Linked DNA regions of Hordeum vulgare: region 2 is linked to region 1. Evidence: chromatin contacts called from public Hi-C data. All regions are on one chromosome and are shown on one strand. Each heading gives the region's core, a stretch centred on a gene start, on an enhancer-like site or on the middle of the called end of the contact. The rest is flanking DNA. Distances are from core to core; before and after follow the strand shown.

Region 1 (5,508 bases), core at 2,510-5,009:
AGTACCTAAATGGCTCTCTCTCTCTCTCTCTCTCTCTCTCTCTCTCTCTATATATATATATATATATATATATATATATATATATATATATATATATATATATATGATCTTTCACACAAAGTTCAAAGGGTTTCCGCGGTTATCTATTCATTGTAATTTTCCTTGTGGTGTGTTTGTTGAGATCCGATGAATTGTGGGTTTATGATCAGATTACTCATGAATAAATATTGAGTCTTCTCTAAATACTTTATGCACGATTATTATAGCTTCATATTTCTCTCCGATCTATTAGTTTGGTTTGGCCAACTAGATTGATTTATCTCCACTCGGAGTGGTCCGTTGTGATGGGTTCAATCTTGCGGTGCTCAATCCCAATGACAGAATGGGACATGACACGTATTTGTATTGCTGCCATTAAGGATAAAAAGATGGGGTTTATCATATTGCTTGAGTTTACTTTGCCGACATCATGTCATCTTGCTACAAACATTACTCAGTTTCATACTTAATACTCTAGATGCATGCTGGATAGTGGTCGATGAGTGGAGTAATAATAGTAGATGCAAGCATAAGTCGATCTACTTGCTAATGGGCGCCATGCCTATATATATGATTATTGCCATAAACAAATATTTCCTAACTATGCAGTATTCTATCAATTGTCCAACAATAATTTGTTTACCCATCATATGCTTTCTTTGAGAGAGAAGCCTCTAACGGAAACTATGCCCCCGGGTCTCCAAAATATATTACTAAAACCCTACAAATGTTATTGCCATTTAATTTCTATTATTTTATTTTATATTTATATTATCTATCTATCACTATTTAATCCTTGCAAGTAACAAGTTCAAGGGTCTTGATAACCCTCTTGCCCGCATTGGGTGCAAGTGTTTGGTTCTTTGTGTGTAAGTGATGGCGACGAGAATTTGCGCGGTTCTCCTATTGGTTCGATAACACTGGTTCTCACTGAGGAGAACACTTATCTCTACTATGCTCCATCTCCTCTCCTCTTCGGAGAAAAACCCAACGCAGTTTACAAGTAGCAGTTATATACGCTCTCGCTTAACGGTCTACAAAGGTACGCAAACACACTCTCCCCCTTGTTGTTATGCATCTCCATAGATAAATCTTGGATGTTCATAGGATTTTTTTTTATTTTCCATGCTTCATTCCCCATCAATATATATATACCACCATATCTTGTGCATGTATCCACCGCCCGCCTACTCTGCTTGGAGGTACATGCCATATTTTTTTGTTCGTAAAAAAAATACTCCCTTTGTTCCAAAATCGTGCTATTACGTGATACTTCATGATGTCTTCTTACTCATTTAAAATGTATCACAAATGTTTCATTCAAAAACGCTATAACTACAAAAATTTCCCTAACATGCGCAACTTATTCCCCCACTAATCACCCCCTAAATTTCAGGGTGGGCCTACACCGAGCTAATGACTATTAAAAAGTTGCCAAATCACCGTGTAACCCTCTCACTATGTAAGGATTACATAGGTGTAAACAAATCCATGTTTCATTTTAGAGTGAATTGGTTGGTACATGGTGAAATACTCCTTGTGTATCAAAAACATCTTATATTTTGATATAGAGGAGTATTACGTTTTAGAGTGAATTCGGTGGTACATAGTGAAATATTATGATATATTTTGAAACATTATATAAGATCAACAAAACCTCATGTGATACTAAACAAGGAAACTTTTTGTTGGGTGGAAATAAATAATCAAGAATGGGTCAATGAGTCTTATGCAGCTAGTGAACACAAGTTCAATGCAGTCGACAGAAGTCCAAGCAAGTTGACATGACAACTAGATCAAATGAGAAGGCCAAATAAAGGCAAAATAGAATAGTGAATGCAAGAAACAATGGAGCCCAAGACTAGATAAGGCCGAACTAGTTAAACGCCCATTCTGCATGGATAAAGCATCATGGTGCATCCTTGACTATGGGCACACCCACCCACCCACCTTTGGTTAGTCTTTATGGGCTCGTGTGCCATATTTTATCATGCTACCCCTTTTACCCCCACCATCATTGATATCCATGGTCAATTGGCAAGGCACCCTCCCTTGTATACAACCTTGGTGGGTGTAAATTATTCACTCACTATTGAATAGACTTAAGGGCAGGGCACTATTGCTATTCGTCCCTTTGACAGCCTCAAGTCGCATTAGAATCAAGTCTAAGGAATCACATTACGAATTAGATCGACCTTTAATAGGTTTAGGGAAAGGGTTCTGAGGGGACATATGGAGGACGATCTCAAATTATGGGGCAAAAGGACCAATCGCTTTGACTTTGCTTGGTCCAAAATCCAATTTGAAACAAAATGATCGTCTAATGCCAAAGTCAATCTCACTCAGTCGTTTACTCATGGCGTGAGTTCACTAGTATGAATCGAAGCCTCCAACAATCCATCCTAACCTCGAGGTCCACCTTACATAGATTATGTCGTGCTCCATCGAGGCGACTATATCTATTAAAAACATTGTCGTAACACCCACCCTTGCTAACTTACTAACTATCGGAGTACTAACGATAGCCATTTTGAAAGTTGTTTCTTTAACAACAAGACTGGCGTCGGCTATTGAGAATCCTTAACATCATCTGAATCTGCGATCGACGAAGCTAGATGGCCCCACCGACACGAGCCTCACATGAGGTCGATGCACCCATCAAGAAAAGAGCCATAGCGACATGGTTATTAAAAAGGAAGGACACCACTTCAAGAGGCTGAGAACGGAGGGCACACTATCCAACAAGATGGAACACCAGGAGCTAGCCTTGTCAACTCTCTTGCAACCATCCTCGCAGAAGTGAATCTTGGAGGGTGTTGCCATCACAACTTGCACCACTGTCCGACCCATCGCAGCCCTAAGGTCTCCAACACCACCCTCGAGTTCGAGAGAGGGTTTCAAGGAGTTGAATACAACTCACAGACTATGGCCATACAACCCCGCACGAGGCCATTCTAACATAGGACTAGGTCGCGCTTCGTCAAGGTGACTGGACCTATTGAAATAACATCGCTATGTTACTCTTGTCAAATGTACGATAACCTTTGCTATACCCCATAGCCGAAAGTTATTTCTGTAACAACAACATTTTGGCAAAAATCATTAAATGCAACATGTATCTTAAAGCAGTGAACGACGATGTATAAATGCATGGGATATTAAATGCAATTCTTAGATGCATGACAGAAAAATCACTCTTTGTTTTGGGGCATCCTTGGTTCAAAGGATTCCTCGAGGAATTTTTGACACTCCAATCATTTGAGTGCCTTTCTATAGGGGTTGTTTGATTTATAGGATTGCAATTCATAAAAATTATTCTTCATTATTCATATGTAATACTTCGTTCGATTACAAATATAAGATCTTCTAACATTCTTATGAATCGGATGTATATAGATACGTTTTAGGATGTTTGTTTAAAGCGACCCACTTGTTTTTAGAACAAGTGTCACACATGGCATAAACACATGGCAACTCCGAACGTTTTTATGACAAATTTAATGACACGAGGATGATAACTTTAATAATAACTTTAGTTGTAGAAAAACGTTAGGGCCGAAGTGCTTTGTGATACAGTGTGGTACTTATCATTTGAGTTTTTTTTATGAAGAGAAAGTAGGATAGACCTCTATTCTCGGGGAGATTGTAAAATGGGCCATAATTGTTTTTCCGCCCAAGGTAAAAGGCCCGAACGGAGGCAGCTCGGTATACGCCGTACTTTCCAGCCCCGTACGCCCTATACAGCGCCCAACGCGGAGGCAGCCACCAAACCAGTATCGACAAGACGTCAAAACCCTAGACCGGCGACGCGTTCCCCTCTCTCGCCGCCGGATTCCCCTCCGCCCGCGCGTCTCGCGGACGTCTTCGCGCTCTCCGGCTGCTATCCCCGGTTCGCTCACCACCAACAATGTCTTCTCAGGTGAGTCCACTTCGTCTTCCCAGATCGAATTGTGAGCTCGCTCGAATTGCCCTCGACGTCCGCCCGCCGCGGGGGTGAAACCCCGACGCCGCGGCACCAAGTCCTTCGCCGCGCTCATACCTCCTTTGCGTTTGCAGATGGATAACCGCATCCAATCGGCTGGAAAGCGCGCGCGCACAGACGGTAGGTTGCTCAAGCTGTTCCGTTCATCTATTTCCTCCCCGCTCTATGAGCTGTGCCTGAGACGATTTGCCTGCTTTGCACGAGCGACGTTCAGGTAGCCGGCGCGAGGACGACTGGATTTGCCCCAGCTGCAACAACGTCAACTTCGCGTTCCGCACCACCTGCAACATGCGCAACTGCGACCAGTCAAGGCCCGCGGATCACACGGTACTCTCGGCTCCTGCTTGCTGTTGTCGACTCAATCATCCGTTGGCTTGGATGCGTACCTGTTATGTGCTGGGTGTTTTGCATTTACCTAGTGCGGCTGTTGCTTTTTTGCCTACAAGGCTATGCAGACTCCGCCCCACTACTCGGTGCCGGGGCGTTACATGCCGCCGGGGACGCCTCCGTCCATGTACCTCACTGGGGCTCCTCCCCCGTATGGCTCCTCCCTCTATAACGGGCATCCCATGCCACGCTATGGCATTCCTCAGCTCCCTCCAGGTTCTGGATATCCCTATGGCTATGGCGGGCGAGTCCCGATGGGGAGCCCCTATGGGCCAATGCATATGGCGGCGCCACCACCGTATTCTAGTGGTTCTATGATTGGTGCAGGTAAGATGGCTATGATATGTCTGTTACTTTTTGATAGCGCTACTTTGTTGTGTGGTTAGCTGTTCAAATGCAATAAGCAATATCTGATATGTAAATAATATGCAACCCTTCATTTGTCTGAACTTGCTTGCCAGGAATGCTAGTAGAATGTCCAATTTATTTCTATACAATACTATCTATTATTGTACTGTGCAACATGTGTCTGTAATGGATGAATTACTTGTTGATTTCTTGATTTTTGATTTGAGGCAGTTGTCTCTCTGATGCTTGTTGAATAGAAGGTGTTTTTAGATCTGACCCAAATGTTGTCACACTGTTTCTTACATTTGTTTTTGAATTTCATTTCCCTGTAAATAGGTGGAATGTACAGCATCAGCATGCCCATGGATAGATATGGCTTGGGCTCACCTGGTGGTCCTGGTGCAATGGTAATTACTCCTTTACATATTAGTATGAATTACATTGCCACAATTGGTTGCTGCTACCTTTTGTGCCTTCTATTTATGTTGTGTGGGAAGGTTATTTCTCATTATTCTTGCTGTTTTGATGTGATTCACCATGCTAAGCAATCTACATGTCGTTTATTTATTTCTTGTAGGGCGCAAGGGCTGGTTCCTATTCTGACGAAGGCTTGCAGAAGAAATCTGCTGGTATAAATTTTCATTGTTCTTTTCACCGGTCAATCAATTTTGTTGGCACTCAGATTAATTCTCTGCCTCTTCTCTTGAACTATTTTAGGAGCTGGGCGTGATAATGATTGGAAGTGCCCTAAT
Region 2 (5,485 bases), core at 619-3,118, 780 kb before region 1:
TGAACAAATATCAGTTATGCACACACAGAATGTGTATGAACTCTCACTCAAACAGTGCTAGCAGGCTAATACTAAATTCAAGTCCATACTTGGAAGAAGAGGTTGCATACTCCAGCTCGTTGAACTCATGGCAGGGCATTAATTCTATACAATTAACTCCAAGCTCCTGTAGAGGGAATAGTCTTAATGACCGGTCATAAAATAAAATAAAGTAGCAGTCACTAAACTAGCTTACGTAAATAATATAGAATTCATAAACAGATCTGGTAAAACATATTTAGTTATGATTACAGAATCAGGTATTATACAGAATCCAAAATAAGATGTGCGTGAGCATCTTCTCGATAATGAGCATGTAACTGCTATAGTATGCAATAGTTTTTGTAATCACCCAAATTCTGGATATATGTAGCTTTCTATAAAAATTATCTTATGTAGTCAGCAAGTACAGCTGTACCTTCAAATAGTCAAGCTTCGACACAGCCCCAATGAAAGTACCCGGATGTTCTACATTGCTTGAATCATGCTTCGTGAATCCACGCAAGTGCATCTCATATATTACAAGGTCCTTTTGAGGATATCTTAGAGGTAGGTCGCCTTCCCAATCAAACTGCAGATGCAAACCTTTTTACTGCATGTCCAATTAAACGACTAAGATAATAGCAACAAATAGTAGATGCAATTTCACTTCGCTTCCATTTGCAAACATAACATAAAAAATATGATTCAAGGACCTTTAACAACAGAGAATTACAAGTTTTTCGTCAAAGTCAGCAAACAACTACAAATGTATAATGAGACTGTCTCGGGCATTGTAGTACAAGTGGAAGACAGGAGAAAAGTGCGAGAAAAGAACAAACGCAACCGATATTTTTCAGCAATCGGGCATACCGTGCTATATGGAAGAGGGATCATGCCAGCCATCTGAGGCCAGCAATTGTTACCATGCGCCGGAACACCATACTCCTCCCGGCTTATCACTGCCTAGAGCAACACAAAAGACAGCAAATAAGCGTCCACGTAACAATTTTTACTGTAGATACAAAGATGCAGGTAAAAAATGTATCATCACCTTAGCATAAGGATCCACCACAACATTGGAAACATCAAAGTAGTGCCCGCAGTGAGGAGCGAAGGTGCCGTCGAACCTGTACCCATAAAGCATGCCGTGCAGCTCGCCTTCGAGGAAGACATGCCACACGTCCCCAGTCCGATTCATCAGGGGGTCAAGGGGAACCTCCTCGCTCACCCTATCCTGCAGCATTTCACCCGATACAAAACTCACATCGCAGGCCAAAAAAGGGGGCGCGCGGCGCACGCGAAGCTGATGAACTCTACTCGGGAAGCAAGCCCACCGCCTTGAGATCTTCTGGCGTGAAGAGGCAGAGCGCAGCGGCGGTGGCTCCGCCTGAGTAGACGGCGAAATTGACCCCGCCGGCGAGCGCGGTGGCGCCCAGCGGCGCGGGCATTCCGGCGAGCACCCTGCACGCGCCTCCGAGCGCATACCTGTCCTCAGCCACCGGCTCCTCCTCCTCGTCCTCCTCCTCCTCGGCCTTCGTCGCCGCCTCGACGGCCGCGGCGCAGACCTCGCCGACCCCCTTCCCCGCCGTCGCATTGGGCCGCCATCGTCGCAGGCGCGGCGCCGGCCCCGGCCGCCACGCGCGCGCGGCGAGGAACGGGCGCGCGCAGAGGCAGGGCGCCTCGGCCATGGCCATCATCTTCATGCCGGGAACCCCGAACGATCGGTGATTAGTTTTGGGGAGGAGCGGCGAGGTGGGATTATTTATCGGGGGATCCGCGCGCGCCTCGTGTTGGTTCTTCGTGTGGAGTGTGACTCGAGTGCGTGTGTGATAGTGTGATACTGCGGTGATTGAGTGAGGAGGGGGGAGGGATGGAACGATCGACCGCACCGTCCGTCCGGGCGTGCGCCGTGCGCGCGCTCTCGCTTTGCTGACTGTGCCGGGCGTGTCGCGTTGCGGCTCTCGCCGTCCATTTGGACCGGCCGCTGCGGGTGCCGTTCCGTGCTAGCTGGGGGGTGGGTCCGCTGGCACGGGCTTTCCGTGAGGCCCGGTTGCAGGCAGAGCAAGATCCCATAGGTAGAACCGTGGGAGAAGGGCTTTCTCATTTCTATTCGAAAAAAGATTGAGCCTTTCTCATACCTGAAATCATCTTTCAATAAATGATGAAACGTGGAAGTCACTGGTTAGCGAGCGCTTCTTCGGAAGATTCGGAGCGAGCACTCGGGCGTGTTCTCAGTTGCCGCCACATGTCGCGCTGTGAACGCTTCCTTCAGATTTCATTTTCTTTATTTTTTCGCACGCGGTTTCGGTTTTCTAGATTATTATTTTATTATTATTTTTTGGTATTTCGGTTTTCCATCGGTCTTTCTTAGTTTTTTTCGGAAAAAAATAAAATATTTTTTTGCAAAAAAAAATGTGTTTTCTGTTTTTTTGCGAGAGATACGGTTTTGCTTTCGTAAGAGACAGGTTTTGCCTTCGCACGAAAAAACGCGTTTTTTGCGAGAGACCCGGTTTTGCTTTCGCGAGAAACACAGTTTTGCTTCCACGAGGGGAACGATTTTGCCTTCGTGAGAGGCACGGCCGAGCCTCTCAGAAAGGAAAAAAATAATGCATTTTCTGTTTTTTTTCATGAGAGGCATGGTTTTGTTTTCACGAGAGGCACCCGTGCCTCTCGAAAAGGGAAAATAACTTTTTTTTTCGCGAGATGCATGGTTTTATTTTTACGAGAAGCACGATTTTGCCTTCATGAGAGGCACGGCAGTGCCTGTCGGAAAGGAAAAGAACGTGTTTTCTGGGTTTTTTTTCTATGGCGAGAGGAACGGTTTTTTGTCTGGTTTTTTTCGTGAAAAAAGTTCATCAGAACCTATCAACATGGTATCTAGTTTTGAAGATCTCAACACGAGAAATTCAACGATGAAAACGTTTCGAGATTTTGATGCACGGTTTAGGAGATAAAACGTTTTAAAAATATGAATCTACGAAAAAAATAAAACTCTCACGTTACGACAAGTGGCACGCATGCAGTACACCACTTGTCGCAACTTAGGCCCTGTTTGGAACCATAATAGATTATGATAATTTGAGTTATGAAGATAGATTATATAATCTGGTTTATAAAAATAATTTAGGTGGACATGTTTGGAGGCTAGATTATGTAAACTGTAATTCAGGTCTTTCATTGCATAATGACATGTCTGTCCTTTGTTTTTTTTTAAAGGAAGGCGACGGTGGCAGAAATTTAATTATCTTCAACTTTACAAGGGTAATGAGTCATTAGCAATCCAAAATCTGATTTTAGCTGGGGTAGAATAGATTGTGAGTTTTTAATAATTTGTCCATCTAGTTTCTATAATCTACACCATAATTTGTCATGTTTGGAGACAAAATAGATTATAAAAACTAGATTATATAATCTGAATGGTTCCAAACAAGGCCTTAGGAAGGTGAAAGTGATCTTTAAAAGAAGTACTCCCTAATTAGTGATTTCGTGGAACATGGTTTGTATGATGATATCAAAACTCCTTACTAACCGCTGAAAGATTGAGCCTTTCTCATAGCTGAAAGCATCTTTAAAGCATGTAACTCCTTACTAACCGCTGAAAGATTGAGCCTTTCTCATAGCTGAAAGCATCTTTAAAGCATGTAACTCCTTACTAACCGCTGAAAGATTGAGCCTTTCTCATAGCTGAAAGCACCTTTAAAGCATGTAACTCCTTACTAACTCTTATTACGACAACTTTCTAGTATTTTTGGAGTCATACCATATGATAAAGGAAAAAAATAAGGAGAAGCTTGATATGCACAAGCCTTATGATATTGTTGAGTGGAGCTTTTTAGAGATGATCCTGTCACACATGGGGTTTACGACAAATTGGATGGCCCTAATTACGAATGTGTAAATCCGATGGAATACTATGTACGGATGAATAATGTGTTAACTGGTTATTTTGCTCCTTTCAGATGAGTCAGACATGGGATCATCTATCGCCACAAGTGTCCGCTCGGAGTAAATGTGTGTTGAAACGCCCACTCGATCTCACACCTACTATTAGTGGATGACTCGTTAATCCTCATGCGAACATATACCACCGATGCAACCAGTCTCTAAAGAGTCCTTGATGATTATTATGTGTCTTCAAGACAACTGGTGAGTGAGGACAAATCTAGCATTTTTCTGAGCTCATGTACCCCTATTGATACTAGGGTCGAGGTGTGCACCTCTCTAAATATCATGGAAGAGGCGAATCACATACAAATATTTAGGGCTCCCCCCCCCCCCGATGTGGGAGTTGAAAGATCTGGTTGTCCGAGTTGACAGATCTTCCTCCTAGTTATTTGGGAGTTGTGGAACAATCACAATTCTATTGTATTTGATGGAGCATCACCTGATATCAATTTGTGTCATGTGTAGGATAACGACAGAAGGAAGGGTGTGGGCCATTGTAGGACTAATCAAGGAACACATAAACCCTTTTCTTGGTAGGGTTAGGAGGTAGTGAGTAGTGAGGACTAGCTTGTATGTCTAGGTGGATTGGACTATTTGTAAACTTTTGTGAAGATGTCTTTGCTTTTCTTCTACAATATATGATATGCACATTCGTGCATATTTGAGGAAAAAGTTATGCACCTTTCCGCGTGAGGATGCTTATTACCTGATGAAAGGATCCACATCTAGCATCAACTTCCTTCTCGATGTTCAGTTCACATCCTTGGATTCACGATTGTGCTTATTATCTAAGTTAATCCATATTTTTAGACAAGGAAAATATATTAATATCATGAAGATGTCAATTACACCCGGCCTCTGTACCAATAAGATGCCCAAAGAAATCAAGGATACACACAACCAAAAATTAAAATAAAAGGAACAAAAGAAAGAGAAAGACCCCGACACGGTGAACAATCACTAGAGAACTCTAACCACCACCAAAGACAACACCCGGAATACAAGAAATTCTCCAAAAGCAACGCCTCCAAGAATAAAACAATGCACAAGCATTATTGTTGCCCGATCAAATATCTTGGGTTTTCACCCCGGAGAAAGTCCGAGTTCACCCAAAAATAATGGCTTCAGCAAGGCCATTGCTGGGTACAACCAATAAAGGCCAGACCTTGGGTTTTCACCCTCGGAATTGAGACTCGGTACTCGAGGAACACCACCAAATATGTGGTTCTCTAGTGCTGCCGCCCAGCTTGCCGAGGTTGCAGAAGCAAGTCACCATACACCTGGCGCACAATCTTCATCGCATCCAATATACCATTCCACCGAAAATTTAAGACCTCCAACCACAGCCGCCATGACTTTCCCCACCTCTATCGATCCATTGGGAATCTTGACTTAGACATGTCCCATAACACCAATAAGACAGTGAAGCTTTGCTTCACACCCTCTTAAGGTCATGTTGGCTGATAATATGAGTGCATGATACCATGGACTTTTCTATCTAGATATCGAGGGACGACAT

The links. A called contact is a pair of places that touch in the nucleus more often than the background predicts.
Region 2: a Hi-C map of seedling shows a contact between it and region 1, with 7 times the contacts expected there. The contact joins the promoter of LOC123407337 here to the promoter of LOC123407326 in region 1. A contact is called at or near these places in 3 of 6 Hi-C or Micro-C datasets (leaf and seedling).

What each region holds. Positions count from the first base shown.
Region 1 is chr7H:184,690,234-184,695,741 of MorexV3_pseudomolecules_assembly, reverse strand. LOC123407326 (ranBP2-type zinc finger protein At1g67325) reads left to right here and starts at 3,759. Exons shown (of 10, transcript XM_045100436.1): 1 at 3,759-3,958; 2 at 4,096-4,141; 3 at 4,236-4,348; 4 at 4,468-4,735; 5 at 5,093-5,163; 6 at 5,334-5,385; 7 at 5,474-5,508. The coding sequence starts at 3,947.
Region 2 is chr7H:185,464,850-185,470,334 of MorexV3_pseudomolecules_assembly, reverse strand. LOC123407337 (isoamylase 1, chloroplastic) reads right to left here and starts at 1,868. Exons shown (of 18, transcript XM_045100450.1): 1 at 1,356-1,868; 2 at 1,073-1,255; 3 at 892-984; 4 at 458-610; 5 at 90-166. The coding sequence starts at 1,724.